Linked DNA regions of Danio rerio: region 1 is linked to region 2. A link is a contact called in public Micro-C data. All regions are on one chromosome and are shown on one strand. Each heading gives the region's core, a stretch centred on a gene start, on an enhancer-like site or on the middle of the called end of the contact. The rest is flanking DNA. Distances are from core to core; before and after follow the strand shown. Region 1 holds the start of ccm2l (CCM2 like scaffold protein). Region 2 has its middle 39 kb from the start of sox18.

Region 1 (3,861 bases), core at 854-3,353, 200 kb before region 2:
CAATAATTATAAGAAATTCATGTATGCACAATTACATGCAACTAACCATAAAACTAACCCACATTCTAACCCTATGATAAGTTAATGTAATTAATTAATATTACTCACGTTGTTGCCAAATATTTCCAATGAAAAGTAGCTAAAGCCTGCCCGAAAAGTAGCTAAATGTTGTCAGATGAGGTCGCACACTAATTTTCATATCAGGTAGTATCTGACAAGCGTAAGCCCATGATGTCTCTACTCTCTGAGGTGCCGTGTATTACATTGTATTAAAAAGATTACATCTATGTAGTATACAAAATAATTAATGTTTTCTCAAACTGACTCATTGCCATCTCAGCAAAAACATTATTAGAAATATGTCCATTTAGATTTGTATGAAAAATATAGTTGCCTGTGTGTAAAAGTAATACACTTTTTGATAAGATTTTTTTTTTATTTTTAAATATAACACTGATAATGAACAGTGACATTAAACAATCACAGCTTGTGCACTTACTCTTTTTAACTTGTGAAATTAACACATTTGTGAAAGTGACAACAATTATAGCAATTTATTGCTACTTAAATTACCAGCGATTGTACATGTTAACAAATATAAGTAAATTAACAGTTAAAAAAAAAAAAAAACAATCTGAGCTAGCAATTTACTCTACTGCAGTGTTTCTCAACTGGTGGATCGCAGGAACATTTTCAGTGGGTCGCGGAGTGTGTGGTCAAAAAAACAAAAAAAGTTTTTTTTTGTTTTTTTTTTTTACCTATTTTGCATATATCTGACTTTTATTTTGAAATGCGCACACGACAGCCATACCGTTTAACATGTGAAATTTCATTTAATTATAGCAACAAATATGTCGAAGCGCAAGTATAACCTCGAATATGCAAAGTGTGGATTTACATATATTGATGACAAAAAAGGCTTAACACCTGCTCTCACTACATATGACATCCCAGTTGCAAGGACAAACCTGTATACTATTTTCAAAGATGACTCCAATAGCTGAGGGCATCGCTCACAAAAGTGCCTAACATCTTCATGTTCAAGTACAGGCACTTCCGGAATCTTACTATGCTCACCGTGTAGCAAAGGCCAAGAAAGCCCACACAATAGCAGAAGAGCAAATAACTGGTGATTATTATAAAAATGGTTATGATTATTTAAAAATTTTTACTTAAATTTGCAGATTTGTTCTGTTCAACAGGATCAGTGTTAACGGTTCAGTTTAGTTAATGGTAATTTAACTTTTCCGTACCCTAATCATTGTTTACAGTATTTGACGTTTCTACTCTGTATTATTACTATAATTTGATACATTTTTTTAAATGACAGAGATAAAGTATTGTTTATTTGTAAGTCTTGGTAATTTTCCATCACTACTTGTGTATGTTAATAAATAAATACTGAATTATAGTTCCTAAAATTATATTATAGTTCCTAAAAATTTGGGTCGCGGCTTGATGACCATGTAAAAATGTGGCCAAACCAGTTGAGAACCACTGCTGTAATGGGGAAAACCTGCAGGCACTGCTCTTTTGAGTCACTTTTTAAAAATTGCTAAGTAGCCAAATTAATTTTAAAAATTGCTACATCTATTGCTAGGTGCTTTCTGAAAAAAAAGTTGCTACGTTAGTACGAAATGTTGCTAAATCTAACAAAATAAAACAAAATTGCTCAGTTGACAACACTGACTACTCAGTAAATACTGAAAACAACGCAAAAATAAAGTGTAACCAAATATTTTGATTTGAAATTTGGAAGTAATTTGATCAGAACAACACAAATACCATTTTACTCGAATATACACCTAATTAAAAAATAACCCAGAGAAATTCATAATTTTCAGGTCAGCTGAGATATGCTGTGTGAACTAACAAACTGCGTAACCGGCACAAAGTTATCAGCCGCAGGTACACATATACACAGTATGCATAAACAGACGAGGTCACATGATGCAGTTTACAGACAATGAACACACCAAAACAAACACACATTTAAATGAACATAGTTTCGCCATATATAACCATACAGAAGACTTACCTTCTTGGTTCGCTTGGGATCATAGTCCATTTTGACCAGCCCGATGGCTGGCTGTGCGCAAGTGTGTGTGTTTTTGTGTGTCTCTATGTAGGACAGGCCCAATCTCCACTCAGCCCTGTGGAGCCAGGAAACACACTTCCTGCACAGGAAACTCCACCAGAGACTCTGATCTGAATCCTCTGCACCTCCATTCTCAAAGCACTGATAACACACACACACACACACACACACACACACACACACACACACACACACACACACACACACACACACACACACACACACACACACACGCACACACACACACACACACCACTGAATAATACCTTGGCACTAAGTAGAAGTAAGCTGTGTCTCTTCACACAAATTACACCGTGTAAAAGTACCTAAACCACAAATTTATGAAGCAGAACTAAACTAAATTCTAAAGTCCCTCAGCCAGTTATTGAAATGTTATGTCTTTTTCCCGTTCAAAATAAATTTCAAAAGTTTAGTATCATATTTTATTTAATTCATATTAAATAAAAAGCGAACAAGCAAAATGACTAAGACAACAATGGCTGTGAAAAAAAAAACTATTTTTTTTATGATTGCTCACACACTAAAATTAAACTTTTCCCACAATTAGCAAAACCTAACACTTAAGGAGCAAAACACAAGGCCAGTTCTGCACAACTTTAACATTGTCAGTTTCATAGTATTTGCAAAACATTACACACATCGATTGCAAACACTAAACACACTTGGATGCTTTTGACACAAATATTTTTCATAATGGAATTTCCTTGCAATTTCAAAGCAAAGGCCTTCAAATGAACTAACACATGAACCATAGGTTAAACACAGCCATCAGGTGTGCACAAACTGCTGCAAAACTGTAGACACACCAATCAGTTAGAACCACGATAAAAAAGAAAGAGGTATTAAATATTACTCTTCAATAAACATGTTTACAGTAGTATAGCTATAAATATTACTCTTCAATAAACATGTTTACAGAAGTATAGCTATAAATATTACTCTTCAATAAACATGTTTACAGTAGAATAGCTATAAATATTACTCTTCAATAAACATGTTTACAGTAGTATAGCTATAAATATTACTCTTCAATAAACATGTTTACGGTAGTATAGCTATAAATATTACTCTTTAATAAACATGTTTACAGTAGTATAGCTATAAATATTACTCTTCAATAAACATGTTTACAGTAGTATAGCTATAAATATTACTCTTCAATAAACATGTTTACAGTAGTATAGCTATAAATATTACTCTTTAATAAATATGTTTACAGTAGTAAAGTTTTGAATATTATTCTTCATTAAATATGTTTATAGTAGTATAGCTATAAATATTACTCTTCAATAAACATGTTTACAGTAGTATAGCTATGAATATTACCCTTCAATAAACGTTTACAGTAGTATAGCTATAAATATTACTCTTCAATAAACATGTTTACAGTAGTATAGCTATAAATATTACTCTGCAATAAACATGTTTACAGTAGTATAGCTATACATATTACTCTTCAATAAACATGTTTACAGTAGTATAGCTATAAATATTACTCTTCAATAAACATGTTTACAGTAGTATAGCTATAAATATTACTCTTCAATAAACATGTTTACAGTAGTATAGCTATAAATATTACTCTTCAATAAACATGTTTACAGTAGTATAGCTATAAATATTACTCTTTAATAAACATGTTTACAGTAGTATAGCTATAAATATTACTCTTCAATAAACATGTTTATAGTAGTATAGCTATAAATATTACACTTTAATAAATATGTTTACAGTAGTATAGC
Region 2 (3,901 bases), core at 193-2,692:
TATTAAGTGTCCCTAACTACTATGTACTTACATCTAAAAAATAAATGCAATGTACTAACTGTGTTTATAATGTATTTGAGAACACTTGTGGTGCTTTTGAGTTGGGATAGAGGTTGGGTTATGGACAGGTTTGTTGGCATGTCGTAGGTTTAAGGGTAGGTAAAGGTGTAAGGGATGGTCAACAGTGAATTTACAAATGTAATTACAAAAGTTAATTATAGATGTAATTACAAACATGTATTTAATCAAGCATAAGTACACAGTAAATACATGTATTTATACAATAAGTACATTGTAACAAACTTTTAATTCCTATATAAGTACATATTAGTTAAGGCCACTTAATATAAAGTGGGACCGAATTATCATTATCCTAATTTTCATATTGCCTTAAATTTAAATGAGCTGCTGCTTCCCAGATGGGGGCGGAGCATTTACAGCCTGTTCTGGCACTCCAGAAACAGCTAAACAATCAAATCTTATGCAGACAGAATAGCATAAAATTAGTGGATTAGAGCCCTAGAACCAGAGTTTGATGGACAGGATGAGGTTACAGCTCCTAGATTGAACCAGGCACATATCTTAGTGATAAATTCATGTACTCGTTGAAACTTAAACACATCAACAAAAAATCCCAAACTTACAATTTTCTTAGCAGAAAAAGAATTTAAAATGTCATTCACCTGACACTAGGCTAACAAGCATGATACGAAGCATGTTAGTAAAGTACATTTGGAAATATGAAGTGACATACTTGTTCTGGTTTGCAAGTTAGATACTGTATATATAAGTATGTAGGTATATAAGTTAGAGCATAAAGCACTGTTAGTGTCCAGCCCTTCTAAATACAGTGTTAAACTCACACTCGTTTGCGAAGCAGTTCAGCAAAAACTATATTTTGTGCAAAACATTTTTCAGCACATTTCCATTAAAACCTTAATTGAACTACAGTATCCTCAATGGTTCATAGAGACTTTACTTACTTGTCCAACAACAAACATATTGCAGACATCGTGAATATCAAGCTGCTACAACACGTAAACAGAAATGTTTCCTGTTCGAAATGTACAGTTTAAGGGGTCGTTGCATTTAAGTAGACCCATTTGTACGTCACTAGAAGCGAAATCTGAACTCAGCTTTTTCCTTATCCTTGCAAAAGGAAACAAAGGCTTGGTAACAAAGTTACTAGGTTTTCCTTTGACGTGTTTTCTGGATTGGTTGGTGCTCCAGGGACACGATTATAGCACTTAAACTGAGAAAAAGTTAGATTTCCATGATATGTCCCCATTAAAAGTCAAGTCTCTTTCTCTGTCTAGCTCTCTCTCTCTTTCTTTCTCTGGAGTAGGAAGTTCTATGATTAGCTCTCTCTAGGAGTCTCTCCATCTGCCAAGGTCAGGAGCTCTTATCAGCTCTGCTGCAGCTGCCTGTCCAGCACAACACAACTATAACACAACAACCCCAACAGAGGACAAATGAGACAGAGCGGCGCAGTGCCAAAGAGGGGAGAGTTTTCTCTCCATCACTTCAGGTCAGAACACAGTCAGAAACAGTAGCTGCAGGTTCTCAGTGAGGAAAACAGAAGAACGGAGAGTGTGAAAAACTGATATACTGTATATCCAACTGTAGTGACTCCGGAGCAGTGAAGAGACGTCCAGCCTGTCCATATGCTATGCTCACGGTCTCCATCTGGCCCAGAATACCACCCTCTGCTGGACAGAATGTGCATCTCGCTTAAATATAGACACACACGTGTAAATATTAAACCAGTCGAGCTTGACCTCGCTTTTCAAAGCGTTCTTTCAAGGTCAAACCTCTTCATTTGTGTGTCTGTGTATATTTATTTAGACAAATTTTGTCTTCAGATGACGAATGTGATGTTTAATGAGTGAAACTGGGTTATAAAGCGAGATCATACTTGAGGAAATATTGTTCCGGACGCTGCCATAAAGGAGGCCCACAAAAGTCCTGTGAGGTACAGTATAGCAAAATATATATTTATAATATATTTAAAATATTTAAATTCATAAAATATAATAAATAAAATGAAATACCTGTGGTTTTTGCTGGATAAGTTGGTGGTTCATTCCACAGAATAACAAAGGGACTAAGCCGAAAAGAAAATGAACGAATGAACAATAAAATTAATAATAAATTAAACAAAATGAATTAAATAATAAACACATAAATGAATTAATGTCCTTAAACTTGCAAATATGTATGCTTTATATGATACATATACATATAGAGAGATATAGATATAAATAAAATGTTATTATTATGATTGGTTTCCCAGAGATGGGTTGCAGCTGGAAGGGCATCCACTGCATTAAAAATATGCAGGATGGGTGATAACAAAGGGATATGGGGGATATAAGGGATATAAGGGATAAAGAAACTAAGCTAAAAAGAAAATTAATGAATATTATGATTGGTAATACTGAATTAATGAATTTGTATATATTTAAAATAAAATAAATGCACTTTGATGGGCGTAAAATACTTCTTTAAACATATACAAATAATAATGTGATGACCCCTGACAAAAAAAAAAGGAAGTATAATAAGGTGAAGTAATGATAGTTTAGGTCTTCTTTTTAAAACTAATAAATAAAAACGGCACAAAAATACATATTCAGCTTTAGCATACAGCATCAACACATACAAAACATGTCCCAAATCCTGTTTATTTAGCTGTGGTGTTTACATGCAGTTTTATTATGGAGACAGCCGTTCTCACACATGTACTGTAACATAATCAACAAAGTTTTTGCAGACACTCTTCCTTTCTGCTGAGATGAGAAGCTGTGATAACCCCGTCTAGACATAATATCAAATATAGATGGGCTCCATTGTGAAACAGCACATACAGAGGCTTGCTGAGATCAAACGAAATGCATCTAGCAGGTGTAGGACTAAGGCTGGAACAGTATCAATAAGCAGCAATGATCATGAAATAAAACAAGGAGCAGATTATGTGTTTAGGCCACTCCAGATGCTTGTGTTATTTAATTAAGCGGATACAAATTGATTAAGTTGATTTTTGTATAGCGTTTTTATTGCATGAATCGTTCTACTTTACAATTAAAGGAGACCTATTATCCCTTTTTTTACAAGATGTAAAATAGGTCTCTGATGTCCCTACAGTGTGTATGAGAAGTCTTTGAATCTGCGCCTTTTAGGGTTTGGTCGCCTAAATTTTGGCGACTGTCGCTTTAAATTCAAATGCAATTGAGCTACCAGCACTGAAATTTTGAGTCTTTATTAAGAATATGTTCTGTTTTAAAAACGTTTTAAACTTTTAAAACTTTTTTAAATCACATAGAGTTGTAACAGATAATTTAATCCGAGTTTATTTACAAAAAGAAAAACGTTCTGTGGACATGTGTATACCATACCTGTCAACCGTCTCGTTTTTCCAGGGATTCTCCCGTATTTTACAGTTCTATCTCGCTATGATCCCGTAAAGGTATTTTCCCTTAACTCTCCTGTATTTTCAGTCTTTCTCTGAAGGGTGGCAAATAAACATTAAAGAGACGAGCCTCCATATACGCAACCCATACCGCCGAACCACAAGGGGCCGTCCCTTGCTCTTAAATGTGAGTCTGTTCTGTGCTTTCTCTTTGTTTAGGCAAATTGAAATAAACATAAAAACGGCACGATTCCCTTCCTTTTTATTACAAGTGTCGTCTCCCGTTCATATGCAATCCTCAAAACAGTCATATAGAGGTGCATGACTGTCAGCTGACGCTCTCCATATTGATAAACAGACGCTGTTTTCTAAACGGATTCGTACGGATTTGAAGCGAAGCAAAAGTCTGGGTTTTAGGTGCGTGTTTAAACAGACATGTACACATAATTAATAAGATTAATATCAAAAGATGTTGATCTTGGTGTTTTTTTT

The links. Hi-C and Micro-C count contacts between places; a contact is called where the count stands out from the background.
Region 1: a Micro-C map of caudal fin shows a contact between it and region 2, with 13 times the contacts expected there. The contact joins the promoter of ccm2l here to the enhancer-like site in region 2. A contact is called at or near these places in 3 of 18 Hi-C or Micro-C datasets (caudal fin, hematopoietic stem cells and an unstated tissue) and 1 of 4 datasets of contacts at active chromatin or transcription factors (caudal fin).

Annotation. Positions count from the first base shown.
Region 1 is chr23:9,165,476-9,169,336 of GRCz12tu, reverse strand. ccm2l (CCM2 like scaffold protein) reads right to left here and starts at 2,103. Exons shown (of 10, transcript XM_692004.9): 1 at 2,039-2,103. The coding sequence starts at 2,068.
Region 2 is chr23:8,964,607-8,968,507 of GRCz12tu, reverse strand. No RefSeq gene overlaps it. Among named protein-coding and RNA genes, the nearest start is that of sox18, 39 kb to the right of the region's middle. Within about 2 kb of position 1,442, at least 17 of the 62 cell types and tissues checked have an H3K27ac peak or open chromatin away from gene starts, as enhancers often do.